Linked DNA regions of Sus scrofa: region 2 is linked to region 1. A link is a contact called in public HiChIP or PLAC-seq data. All regions are on one chromosome and are shown on one strand. The core of a region is the stretch at or near the end of the contact, and the rest is flanking DNA. Distances in the headings are between cores, read along the strand shown.

Region 1 (7,082 bases), core at 714-3,213:
ATTTTTTTCCGTTATAGCTGGTTTACAGGGTTTTTTTTTTTTAATTTTAGATGATTTTTATTTTTTTCCCATTATTACAAGGGCTTTAAAAGGAGATAGGGTGAGTTCCTGTTGTGGCTCATTGGGTTAAGAACAGAACTAATATCCACGAGGATGCAAGTTTGATCCTTGGCCTTGCTCAGTGGGTTAAGGATCTAGAATTGCTAGCAAGCTGCAGTGTAGGTCACAGATGTGGCTCAGATCTGGTGTTGCTGTGGCTGTGACATAGGCTGGGAGTTGCAGCTTGGATTCCACCCCTGGCCTGGGAACTTCCATATGCCACAGGTGCAGCCCTAAGAGCAAAAAATAATTTAAATAAATAAATAAAAGGAGATACGGCTGAAGTTGCAATGGAATGAGCCTTATTCTGCTGTAAACCCTCGGGATGCAGGGGATGACAATGACTAGTGTCCACTTTACAATGTGGGGAACTTAAGTGACACCTTCTCTTCAACTCTGTACTCAGACACCAATTTGGGGGCAACAGAAAATGTTCTATTCTAATCCTGGTATGCATTTGCTGACTTTGTCTGCCATCATGTAGCCTCTTGAAACTTGCTACCTAGTCTTCTCTGGGATTCTCAAACCTAAATTGTTACTGTCATCATTGCAGTTTTGTCAGCAGGCTAGTCTGACCTATCAATTTACAGTCATGAAGGGCAATTTTTAAAAAAATTCCAAAAATGCAACATAATTAACATTTTCACATCTTTGAATTTTCAAAATTCAAAATAATCTAATTTAGGAGTTCCTGTAGTGGCTCAGCGGTTAAGGAACCCGACTAGCATCCATGAGGACACAGGTTCGATCTCTGGACTCATTAGGTGGGTTAAGGATCCGGCATTATTGCCATGAGTTGCGGTGTAGGTTGCAGACTTGGCTCGGATCCTGCGTTGCTATGGTTGTGGTGTATGCCAGTGGCTACAGCTCTAATTGGACCCCTAGCCTGGGAACTTCCATGTGCTGTGTGTGGAGCCCTAAAAAGACAAAAAGAAAAAAAAAATCTATTTCATAACTTAACAGCTTCCCCCCCACCCCTACCTCTTCACTTGTAAGTTTCATGAAAAAAAGGACTGCTTTTTGAAGATGCTTAGATTGTGCTACTAAAAATGGGAGGCACTGAGAAATTTAAAACTAAATTGGAAAAGATGAACATCGAATTACCATATGACCCAGCAATTTCATTCCTAGGTCTACACCCAAAAGAACTGAAAAAAATGAATTAAATACTTGTGTATGATGTTCATAGCATCATTATTCATATTATTCCCAAAATGGAAAAACCCACATGTCCATTAACTGATGAATGGATAAATAAAATGTGGTATGTCTGTACAAAGAAATATTCTGTCACAAAAAGGAATAAAAGTCTTGATACATGGTACAACATGGGTGAATCAGGAAAACACTGTTTCGCAAAATAAGCCGGACACAAAGGCCACAGATTCCATGCATACAAAATGCCCAGAACAGGTAAGTCCACAGAAACAGAAAGCAGAATAGCGGTTGTCAGTGACTGGGGGAGTGACTGCTCAGAGGCATGGGGATTTCCTTTTGGGGGTGATGAAAATGTTTTGTAAATAGAGGTGATGGTTGCACAACACTGCGAATGTCTAAAACGTCATTGAATTGTACAGTTTAAAACTGTTCATTTTATGTTATGTGGATTTTTGTGCTTCCGTAAAAATAAATAGAATCGGTAGATAAAATTCCAAAGTAATGTGACTCTCATATTCACTTTACAACTCGTGGAGCGTTACTTTGTCTCAGCACTCTGAGGGGTCCCTGGGTATTCATTTACTTTGGAGCGGATATGGGAGGCGGACTTCCAGACTGCCGGCTCTAGGCTCCTTCCCTGACCGGGCGGGTCCAGGGGGCGGAGCTTGGAGGGGCGGAGCTGGGGGGGGGCGCCGGGGAGCCGCGGGACGCCCTGACGGGCGGGGCTGCGTCGGCGGCTGGCTTCACCCGTTGCCGGGAGAACCCGCGACAACAAAAGGCGCGAGCGGCGGCGGTAGCAGCGGCGCAGCGGAGCGAAGTGAAGCCGAGGAGTCCTGCGCTGCGCTCGCCGCCGGAGCCGGGCTTTCTCGAACCGGTCAGTGAGTCGCAGGCGGGCCGGGGCAGGCTGGCGGGGCCGGGTCTGGTGCGGCGCCCGCCCGCCCTCTGCGCAGGTGTCCCCACCCGGCGGTTGGGAGGAGGGGGCGCCGGCTAGGGAGCAAGGAGCCGCCGCGGCGTGGCTTGAGGGGCTGTGGGGCGCCAGCGAGGCCGAGGAGAGCGCCCGAGAGGCCTGGGGTCGTTGCTGGGACCTTTGGCAAGCGGCTTGGAAAAGTTGGGTGCCCTTTGAGTTAGGAGGGCCTGGAGATAGGGGCGCGCGGGAACCCCGGCCCGAGCTCCACTGAATCGGATGCTGTGTATTTCTTGTGTTCATATTTCCAGTTGCAGGATCTGAAGAGGGATAGGAAGGTCCACCCTCCTTGAGGGTTTCCTTTTGTTACAGGCGGATGTTGAAATTTTTGTGCATTCTAAACTCTGGAAGTCTGAAAGCCCTTTCCTTAGAGTAGGTGATAATTGAGAAGGAAAGATGCCCGCATTCTTCCTTTGAAACAATTTTAAAATAAAATTTCTCTCTCCCCAAGTTTTAAAATCTCTGTGGTTTCCCTTTCTTTCCTATCTTCTCCATCTAGTTCTTTATGCTTCGGGGGCCTTTTCTGAGATCCTTGTGGGATTCACTGTCCATTTGCCAGAGTTTCTTTCTTTCTTTTTTTTTTAGGGCTGCACCCACAGCGTATGTTCCCAGGCTAGGGGTGGAATCGGAGCTGTAGCTGTGGGTCTCCACCGCAGCCACAGCAACGGAGGATCTGAGCCTTGTCTGCGACGTACACCACAGCTACGAGGTAATGCCACTGAGCGAGTCCAAGGTTCGAACGCATGTCCTCATGGATACTAGTCAGGTCCCTTAACCACTGAGCCACCATGGGAACTCTGCCAGAGAATTTATGAAACTATTTATTACTTACAAACTGTAACTTTTAGACAATTACTACTTTTGAAAAGCCAAGGGCACAGGATGGCAAACATAGACACTTTTGGATCAATGACATGGCATCAGTGATCAAATACTTCTCTTGTTACTGAGATTTCAAAACTCCACTGAGTGTTCCTAAATATTACCAGCCAATCAGATTTCACCTTTCTTTGCGTTTATTGGTGAGATGATACCTATGCTTCTGATGGCTGTAATTGATCAAAATCTGAAGACGTGTAAGTGGTATGGATTTTTAAAAAGAAACATAAATTCTTATATATATATATATCTGTATTTTTGTGCCATCTGTATGTTTATGGACCGTTACCAGTTTATAGGCCCTTACCGGTTTTAGAGTAGCTGAATTTCTATTGACTTTGTAGTCAGATTGTTTATAGGCATTCCTGTTAAAAACAAACAAACAAACAAACAAACAAACAACAACCCGGGAGTTCCTGTCGTTGCGCAGGGGAAACAAATCCGACTAGGAACCATGAGGTCGCAGGTTAGATCCCTGGCCTGGCTCAGTGGCTTAAGGATCTGGTGTTGCTATGAGCTGTGGTGTAGGTCGCAGACACAGCTCAGATCTGCCTTGCTGTGGCTCTGGCGTAGGCTGGCGGCTACAGCTCTCATTTGACCCCTAGCCTGGGAACCTCCATATGCCACGGGTGCAGACCTAAAGACAAATAAATAAATAAGTAAATAATAATAATAATAATAATTTAAAAAACCAAGAAAGCAAAAAATATCTTAATTTCACTTGGCATCTTTTATCAGCAATTTTGTTGGAAGTGGTTAGGTTTAGCCTAACATAGACCATGACTTTTGTTTTAATGTGGTGGTATTTAAAAAAAAGAAATAAACTAATCTTTATGACAAAACCTTCTGAGTGTTCAGAGACTTTTGGACGAACCAAGTCATATACATCCCTGTCATTTCTTTGGAAAAGTTTCCAGTACCAAATGATTGTAGAGCCCTTAATTATCCAAGAAAAGATTTACTGAATTTACGAGTATTTATTTTTCCAATAAATATTCATTTCGTGAGTATTATTTCTGAAAAATAGTAGAAATTCACCAGAATGATTAAAACTGCGAAGATTAGATGCATCTCTTTGGCCATTAGTTTGTTGACTCTGATTTGGGATTTTACAGCCCAGGGGAGCTGATATTTTCTTCACTCTCAGTGGGCTCTTAGTAGAGTGATGTAAATTTTTTGTTGTTGTTGTGCTCCTTTTTAGATTATCCACTCACAAAATTATAATTTTGGTCAGTTTGATTAATATGTGTCTTGGTGTGTTCCTTCTTGCATTTATTCTGTACAGTACTTGTGCTTCTTGAATTTGAGTGAGTGATTCCTTTCCCATGTTAGGGAAGTTTTTGACTATTACCTCTTTGAATATTTTCTCTGGCCCTTTCTCTCTCTCTTTTTCTGGCACCCCTATAATACGGATTTTAGTGCGTTTAACGTTGTCCCAGGGTTCTCTTCGACTGTATTCATTTCTTTTCAATCTTTTTTCTGTTTCACATCAGTGATTTCCACTGGTCTGTCTTCCACCTTGCTTATTCGTTCTTCTGCCTCCTGTATTCTGCTGTTGGTTGCTTGTAGTGAATTTTTTATTTGTTATTGTATTTTACATCTCTGCTTGCTTAATCCTTAAATCTTCTATTTCTTTTTTCAGTGTTTCTTGTAATTTATCAATCTTTGCCTCCAGTTTATTTCCAACATCTTGAATCATCTTTACTATCATTAGTCTAAAGTCTGTTTCATGGAGGTTGGTAATCTCCAGATCACTTAGCTGTTTTTCTGTTTTTTTTTTTTTTTTTTTTTTTTGTCTTTTTTGTTGTTGTTGTTGTTGTTGTTGTTATTGTTGCTATTTCTTGGGCCGCTCCCGCGGCATATGGAGGTTCCCAGGATAGGGGTTGAATCGGAGCTGTAGCCACCGGCCTACGCCAGAGCCACAGCAACTCGGAATCCGAGCCGCATCTGCAACCTACACCACAGCTCACGGCAACGCCAGATCGTTAACCCACTGAGCAAGGGCAGGGACCGAACCCGCAACCTCATGGTTCCTAGTCGGATTCATCAACCACTGCGCCACGACGGGAACTCCTGGTTTTTTTTTCTTGTTCCGTTATCTGAGTCATAATTCTCTGCCTTTTCATTTTGTATAGATTTTTGGTGTGGTCTCTTTTTTGCAGGCTATAGGGTTATAGCCTCTCTTGCTTCTGGTATCTGCCCCCCTTGTAGGTGAAATTGGTAGGGGGGCTTGCTATAGGCTACCTGATGGGAAGGACTGTGCCTGCCCACTGGTAGGTGGAGCTGATTTTTATCCCTCTGGTGGTTGGGGCTTTCTCTCTGGGTGAGATTAGATGCAGCTGTATGCCAGGGGTCTTTAGGCAGACTGCTGAGTGAGGCTGTGTTCCCACCTAGTTTATTGTTTGGCCTGAGATTTCTCAGCCCTGATGGGTGGGGCCAGATTTTTCCAAAATGGCCACCCTTAGAGACCTCACACTATTTTTTTTTTTTTTTTTTTTTTTGTCTTTTTGCCATTTCTTGGGCCGCTCCCACGGCATATGGAGGTTCCCAGGTTAGGGGTCTAATCGGAGCTGTGGCTGCCAGCCTACACCAGAGCCACAGCAACGCGGGATCCGAGCCGCATCTGCAACCTATACCACAGCTCACGGCAACGCCGGATCGTTAACCCACTGAGCAAGGGCAGGGATCGAACCCGCAATCTCATGGTTCCTAGTCGGATTCGTTAACCACTGCGCCACGACGGGAACTCCGAGACCTCACACTATTGATCATTCCTGAGATCTTTGCCTCCAATGGCCTTCCCCCACAACAAACCACAGTCACCCTCTGTTTTCCCAGGAGATCTTCTAAGAACCATAGGCAGGTCTGACCTAGATTCCTATAGAGTCTCTGCTTTGCCCTGGGACCCAGTGCACATGAAAGCCTGTGTGCACCTTTCAAGAGTGGAGTCTCCCCCAGTCCCGTGGAGTTCCTATGCACAAGTCCTGCTGGCCCTCAATGCCAAATGCTCTGGGAGCTCCTCCTCCCAATGCCAGATACCCAGGTGTAGGAACCTGATGTGGGGCTCAAAACTCTCACTCCTGTGGGTAAGCCTCTGCAGTACAGTTACTTTCCAGTCTGTGGACCATCCACCTGGTGGATATGGGGTTGCTTATGTCGTGTAATCAGCATAATTGGCCCTCCTACTGTCTGGATGTGGCTTCCTCTTTGTCTTCTGAAGTAGGATATCTTTTTTGATCCTTTGCAGTCTATTTGGTTGAAGGTTGTTCAACAGTTGGTTGTAATTTTGTTGCTTTTATGAGGGAAGTTGAGCTCCAGTCCTACTCTGCCAGCTTAATCCTGCCTCCACTAACAAAATTGTAAATGCACAGTATTGCTGCAGAGGTTTTTTTTGAAGACTAATGAATATTAAATATGCCTTAATTAACATTTCCATTGCATGTAGTCCTGAAAATGTTATTTTAGTCCATTAGTCTCCTAGATTACTGAACAATAGTGTTCAAGACTCTTCTCCAGTGATCCCAGTCCCACCCAAACTGATTATTTTTCATCTGTACTTGAACATAGATTACTTGTTACTTTTTTTTTTTTCACTTTTACGTAAACACTGTCCTCCCAAGACTGTGAGCACTCATGTACAAGTTTTTACGTGAACATAAGCTCTCATTTCTTTTTGGGTATATACACCTAAGAGTGGAGTTGCTGGGTCAAATGATAACTCTGTTTAACATTTTGAGGAACTGCCAGATTGTTCCAAAGAGACTACATCATTTTACATTCCTGTCAGGAGTACATGAGGGTTCTGTATTCTCTACATTCTTGCCAAAATTTATTATGATCTATCTTTTTTATTAGAGCTGTGTTAGTTGGAGTGAAGTGGCATCTCATTGTGGATTTGATCACATTTCCCCATAGCTAATGATGCTGAGGATCTTCGGATTGCTTATTGGCCAATTTTATATCATCTTCAAAGAACTGTCTT
Region 2 (6,786 bases), core at 2,582-5,081, 250 kb after region 1:
AGAAATAGTTTTAGGTAATTGACGGTGATGAATTGTTAAGTGAAGGGTACAAATGATGATGATGAAGGTCAGAGAAAAAATGATTCTGCAGGCTTGGGTGTTTTCTAAAAGAGAAAAGGCTGTAATAATGGGCACATGGCAGATGTAGTGATGTGAGATCCTACGTGAGAGAAGTATAATGTACAAATGTTTCTAGACATGATAATAAATATGCTTGACTGTAGCAGGCTATATCTATAAAGAGTAATGGGAGTGAAGCTTGAAAGGCCAGGAATTAGTTGTGGAAGGCCTTGAATTTCTAGCTAAGAAGCTTAGGCCTTAATTTTATTAGGCTTTTTTTTTTTTTTTTTTTTTTTTTTTTCTTTTCTAGGGTTGTTCTCACGGTATATGGAGGTTCCCAGGCTAGGGGTCAAATCGGAGCTGTAGCCACCAGCCTATGCCAGAGCCGTAGCAACGTGGGATCCGAGCCGCGTCTGCAACCTACACCACAGCTCAGGGCAACGCCGGATCGTCAACCCACTGAGCAAGGGCAGGGACGGAACCCGCAACCTCATGGTTCCTAGTCGGATTCGTTAACCACTGCGCCACAACAGGAACTCCAATAAATTCTTTTTTTTTTTTTTTTTTTGTCTTTTCGCTATTTCTTGGGCCGCTCCCGCGGCATATGGAGGTTCCCAGGCTAGGGGTCGAATCGGAGCTGTAGCCACCGGCCTACGCCAGAGCCACAGCAACGCGGGATCCGAGCCGCGTCTGCAACCTACACCACAGCTCACGGCAACGCCGGATCGTTAACCCACTGAGCAAGGGCAGGGATCGAACCCGCAACCTCATGGTTCCTAGTCGGATTCGTTAACCACTGCGCCACAACGGGAACTCCTCCAATAAATTCTTGATTGATTGAATTGACTGACTCATTTTGTCAAAGAAGAATTCTACCATGAATATTAAATATAAAAACATTTATATTTAATATAAATATAAAAACATTTATATTTAATATAAATATAAAAACATTTATATTTAATATAAATATAAAAACATCTTATTTATATAAAATCTTATTTCTAAACTTGAAGTTGGAATATTGGGACTTATAAAAAAAGACATGTCCAGTTAGAGCTGCTCACATTGTCTTGTGAGAACTGAATGGTAAAATTTCAGCAGTTTTGTGAGCAACGACCTCAAGTTTGTAGCTTGAGATTGGCCATTTTGTAAGTAGCATTATATCAAGGAAACTGGCACATGCTAAAAAAATCAAAGCTTGCTTTCTTGAGTGTTTATTAAATACTTATTGGCATGGTACTGAGGCAGGAGGTAGATGGGCTCTAGGATAGAAATTTGCAACTAGCCTCTTATTTACACTTCTTGAAGCAGAAGATAGATGGGCTCCAGGACAAACATTTACAACCAGCCACCTATCTATATTTCAAGATAGAAATAACAACAGGAACAAGGCAAATAACTGGTACTTGTCTTCTGAGAACTTGTTAAACAATGATAATGACAGGATCAGAAGAGGGGCTAATAATCCCTGCTTGATCAAAAGACCAAGAAGTCACATTCTTCCCGTCCTTGGGGCCAGGGAGACCCCAACTATACATGCACAGAGAGACCCTTCTGGGTCAGAAAGGGAGGGTATGCCAGGTCATAATAAGTCAAGAGAACCTCTCCACCATGCTTTGCTTTGGACTCCACTTTGTCCAAAAGATGTGCATGGAGATCAGGGAGGGCTCTGGGTCAGGTCAAGTGTAAAAGGTAAAACAAGGTAATTGCCAAAGGAAGACAAAGACCTGGAAGAACTGTTCTATATAAGTGACTTACTTTAATAATGCTATATTATACCTGCACCCTCACTCCTTTGGGCGTGTATTACCACTTTACTTCTGCCTTAGATAAACAAATTCTCTGTGTGCTCTCCCACACACTGTACTGTGTTTCCAACAATAAACTTTATACCTATTTTTTACAATCTTTGCCTTCTTGAAACATTCTTGCTTTCGACAGGGGGCAAGAAAGAGGGCAATTCTGCTTTAAGCCTCTAGCTACTCTGGTGGCTAGGATTCCTGGTCTTCACTCAGGCTGCCCAGGTTCAATTCCTGAGCAGAGAATTAAGGTCTCACTTCAAGCCATCACCCACTGCTGTCTCTCTGAAATGAGTACTGGGAGACTCCTCACTCCATCTCCTCCTACCCATTACCCATCCCATCCAACTTCCTTTCTTTCTCTGTTTTTTTTTTTTTTTTTTTTTTTTTTTTTTGCCATGTCCCCAGAAAGCAGAAGTTCCTGAGCTAGGGATTGAACCCGTGCCACAGCAGTGACAATGCAGGAACTCCCTTGCCTCTTTTTTGAGGGCAGACACTGACTCTTATTTTCCTCTGTATCCTCAACATAGTATTTGGACATTAATGTGCTCAATTAATGTTTGTAAAATGAATGACATATGCTCTTGAAATTTTTTTTTTTTCTTTTTAGGAGCACACCCGAGGCATATGGATGTTCCCAGGCTAGGAGTCTAATTGGAGCTACAGGTGCCAGTCACAGCCACGACCACAGCAATGCCAGATCCCTAACACGCTGAGCGAGGGCAGGGATTGAACCTCCAACCTCACGGTCCTTAGTCAGATTCGTTTCTGCTGTGCCACGACAGGACCTCCAGCTCTTATATTTGTTTCACCAATCATTTAACAAACAAAAATTGTTCAAAAGAATATGCCTCAGACACCCTGTGGCCAAATCAGATCCTAGGCCTGTTTTTGTAAGTAGTTTTACCAGGACACAGGGAGGCTTAGTTACCCATACACTGTCTGCAGTTGTTCTTTGTTACAAGCACAGAGCTGAGTATTTGAGATGGAAAATGTATGGTCCACAAAGCCCGATACAGCTACTATCTAGTCTTTCGATGGTTTCTTACAAGGTAGAGTTGTATCCAAAAAGGGCTCTAATGAATTACTTAACTACATAGTCTTACAGATAAATTCTATTACTCCATAAATTGAGCATAGTCATCAGAATTTTTGTAGAAATTGATGTAGATATAAATAATTACAGAGAAATTTTTCCTAAGTGTAGGGTTAGAGATAAATGATTGGTTTTCCAATGGCAGAACTTTCCACCTTGACAAGTAATGATTACCTCACATCCAGACACAAACAAACAGTCATCTTCTAGCAGAGAGCCTTGTGTAACTTCTTCATGCTATTATTGAACAAGCTGCCAGGAATGTAGCTGATATCAGATGATGCCTATGTTGCAATTTACACTTTGAGAGCTCCTCTTAGACCGAGATTCCAAAGGAGCTCTGCTAAAAAGTGGTCTTCATGTAAGAGTACTTATAACCAGAACAGAGTTGGATGGCTTAAGAACAGAAATACAGTACGTATCCTTGCATATTTGGATCATGGTGGGGTGTCAGAGTTTACACTTGTGCAATACTGGTTAATAAAGTTCATGTCCTGTGTTGTACATTCCTTTGCAAGTCATCTTCAAAGGCAGATGATAAGTTCATTTCAAATTTAGAATTCTTTAGAGGGAAATTAACTTACTGTTTCTTATTTGTACCCATGTTTCATTGAATATAATCTTCGAAACTTTAATGCCACTTGAAGTCTGAAATGAAGCAGTAACTTAATTTGAAAGAATATAAAATGAACACCTGAGCTTCATTAAATTGTCCCAGTTGGGTGGGCACTTCTTGGGTACTCTGCTTGTGCCACAAACATTTGGGGGGATAGTATTCAGAGAACTCCAGGATGCACTAGCAGGGTTGTCAACGCAGGAGAGGCCACTGTCAACACAGGTGGCCTGATCACCTGACCAAACGGGACTGACCCGAGGGTGGGAAGCTCTGGCCATGGAGCAGTGACTCCGCGAAACTGCGCAAGGTGGCTACAGGCATGTACTCCATTTTCCTTTTCTTAGGACGAGGATTTTTTTCCTCCATTAATTCATAATTCAACTCTCGCGCACCGGGCTATAAGAGCAAGTGTTTTAAAGCTTCCAAGTGGGTAAGAATCAAGCACATTTAAAATCAACGAAACACCTTGCGGGCATTTGTTCTAGACCCTCCTCGCAGCAGGCTACGCAAAGCAGGTACGGGAGCTAAGGGGGTGCGCACCGCCACCGGGGGGAGGGGGGGTGTAAGGTGAGGGGGTTGGGGAAACTACCTGGCCCACCAGCGCGCACGCGCATCTCCAGCCGCAGCGCCCAGTGGTCGATACCCCTTTCCAGTACTTTCGCTAGCCGTGACGTCATCCCTCTGCGCCCTTTCTGTCTCCCCGAGAACACGCGAGTTTATTTTTTGGTGAAAGGGGTAAAAAGAAATGAACTGACCTCTTCTACCCCACTTTGTTTTTAGTCCTTCATTCTGAACGCGCCTACGCTTTGAGCAATGGAGCAGGAAAGGGCAAAAAAGCCAGCCAGAGTCCCAAGCGGCGCCGGCCTGGCATGACTCGGCTACGTCTCCAGCCGCGTTACCCGGCGTGCCCCGCGCGGCGCCGGCAGAGGGACGTGGGGGGGAGGGGCGGGGAGGAGGAAGCGGCGGCGGCGGCTGCGGATGTCGCTGTGAGCGAGCGGCATCTGAACACACGGCGGCTGCCGAGCGCCCAACCCGGGCCTGCGCCGGGGTCCACGCCAAGCTTCGCGGCCCCTCGCCCGCTAGGACAGCCCTGCGCCCGTTGTCACCGAGGCAGCGTGCCCCACATTCTCCGCTGCCCAGGCCGGCCGGCTCTGGCGTCGCCTGGCTCCCCCTCGTTCGCCCGCTCCCTCCTGCGCGCCTGAGTCACCGCCGTCGCCGCCATGGCCGAGAATGGTGAAAGCGGCAGCCCTCCGAGCTCCCAGGACAGCGCCGCCGCGGCCGAAGGTGCCGGCGCCCCCGCGGCCGCTGCCTCCGCCGAGCCCAAGATCATGAAAGTCACCGTGAAGACCCCGAAGGAGAAGGAGGAGTTCGCAGTGCCGGAGAATAGCTCAGTCCAGCAGGTGAGGGCCGCCCTAGGCTCGGGGCGTAGTGGGGATGGCGGCAGGACCTCCGCCCGCCGTGGGAGGAGACGGTTTTGCAAGGGTTTGGCGGTGGTGGGGGTCGTCCCCGGAGGTGCCCTCATCCTTTCTCCCGCGTCTCATCCCAAATTCGATCACACCCAAGTTCGTGGGTTTGCTCCTGGGGGCATCGCAGGTTTGTGGCGGGGGCCGCGCGGCCTTTTTGGGGGATGAACAGATGCTGCTTCTCTCGGCTCCTTCTTCGGGCGTCCACAGACCCCCAGCCTCCTCCTCCAGCTCCCCGCCCCCAGCCGCCTCCTTCTGGCTCCTCACAAAGGAAAGGGACCCGCCGCCTGGCTCCGGGCGGGGTGGAGTCTGGGTTAGGGTTCGCCTTAGCCTAGTCTGCGATTTTGTCTCGTGAAAAAAAAAAAAGGGGATGCTCATTGTTTTACCTGCCTACAGGTTAAGGTGGATTGGGGGATGACGAGCACGTGTACATTTGGTTCTGCGTTTTGAGTGCTGAAAATTTTCCCATCTTCCAATCTTTAAAGAAAAAATTAACTATGACGTAGAAATTGTTTTCAGCCATATCTTAAGTGCTAGTACTAGGCTTAAACAGAAGAGGGGATGACTTTCATTGACGATTTGCTGGTCTTTTTTTAAAGTGTATTTGTCATCGCTTAGATGCCAATCATTGGGGAGGTTTTTTGTTTGATTTTAGTGGGAGAACTGCGTTATTCAGATATTAGCGTATGCAGTCGGATAACAACGAAATTGGAGTTAATGGAGAACATGCAAATATGCTACTTAAAATCTGTTCAGGAATACAAATCCCGCAGTTAATAGTCTTGAGGAATTTAACACATTGTTTTAGCTTATTGAATATACGTCTCAGGATATTTTCTACAATTATTGAGTTGATCTCAGCGTGAACAGTTTATGAAGAAGCAAAAATTACTGAAACGTACTTGTGAATGTCCCTAGGAACAATAAATGATTAGGGCATTTGTATATATAATTCTGAAAGGTGTTGTGTTTTGTCAAGTAGTAAGTAGAGTGTGTAGCATCAAGTGAGAAACTTTGACCACCTATTGAATCACCATATTTTTTTCCCTCAATATAACTATAAAAAATTTCCTTAACGTTTTTATGTTTTCTAGCATACAGGGAAATTGAAATAATTGTGCAGTGAACACCATGTGTCCATTGCCTACAGTTAGTATCTAGCTTTATTTGCTCTGTCATACAATTAATTTTATTTTTTCGGATGCATTTCAGGGTAAGTTTTAAGCATTAGTACATGTTACTCTTAAAAAGCACTTTAGTAATGTGCCTATCATTAACCTGAATTCATTTTTTTAACCTAAATTTTTTTTAGTTAAATTTGACTTGCGGTGAAGCGCACAATTGCCATTCCATGAGTTTTCCCACGTACATACACCTGTGTAATCCGAAGCCTTATCAAGTTGTAGAACTTTATAATTGACTAGGAAATTTCCCCCTTGCCCTTTCCCAGTCAGTTCAGTGACTCTCCTCCGTTAACCACTGTTTTGATTTCTTCCATGGATTCATTTTGCTTTTTCTAGAATTTCACATAAGTGGGATTATTGGGTATGTACTCTGAGTAAGGCTTTTTCTTTCAGCTTAGTGTTTTTGAGACTCCTTGTGTATCATCAGCAGTTCCTTTTCATTGCTATGATTCTTACTTTGTATGGATATACCACCGTAATCTGTTTATTTTCCAGTTGAGGGTCACCTGGGCTGTTTCCAGTTAGTTGCTATGAACATTCTTGTATAAATCTTTTGATTGGACAG

What was found. HiChIP or PLAC-seq counts read pairs in DNA pulled down with a chosen protein or histone mark.
Region 2: a contact with region 1 is called in an H3K27ac HiChIP or PLAC-seq map of alveolar macrophages. The contact joins the promoter of UBQLN1 here to the promoter of KIF27 in region 1. A contact is called at or near these places in 1 of 5 promoter capture datasets (fetal liver) and 1 of 2 datasets of contacts at active chromatin or transcription factors (alveolar macrophages).

Annotation. Positions count from the first base shown.
Region 1 is chr10:31,024,170-31,031,251 of Sscrofa11.1, forward strand. KIF27 (kinesin-like protein KIF27) reads left to right here and starts at 1,964. Exons shown (of 19, transcript XM_021064656.1): 1 at 1,964-2,131.
Region 2 is chr10:31,272,085-31,278,870 of Sscrofa11.1, forward strand. It overlaps UBQLN1 (ubiquilin-1), which reads left to right and starts at 3,832. Exons shown (of 12, transcript XM_021064658.1): 1 at 3,832-4,089; 2 at 4,355-4,974. The coding sequence starts at 4,795. It overlaps LOC110255669 (a long non-coding RNA gene), which reads right to left and starts at 4,462. Exons shown (of 2, transcript XR_002336308.1): 1 at 4,330-4,462; 2 at 2,228-3,606.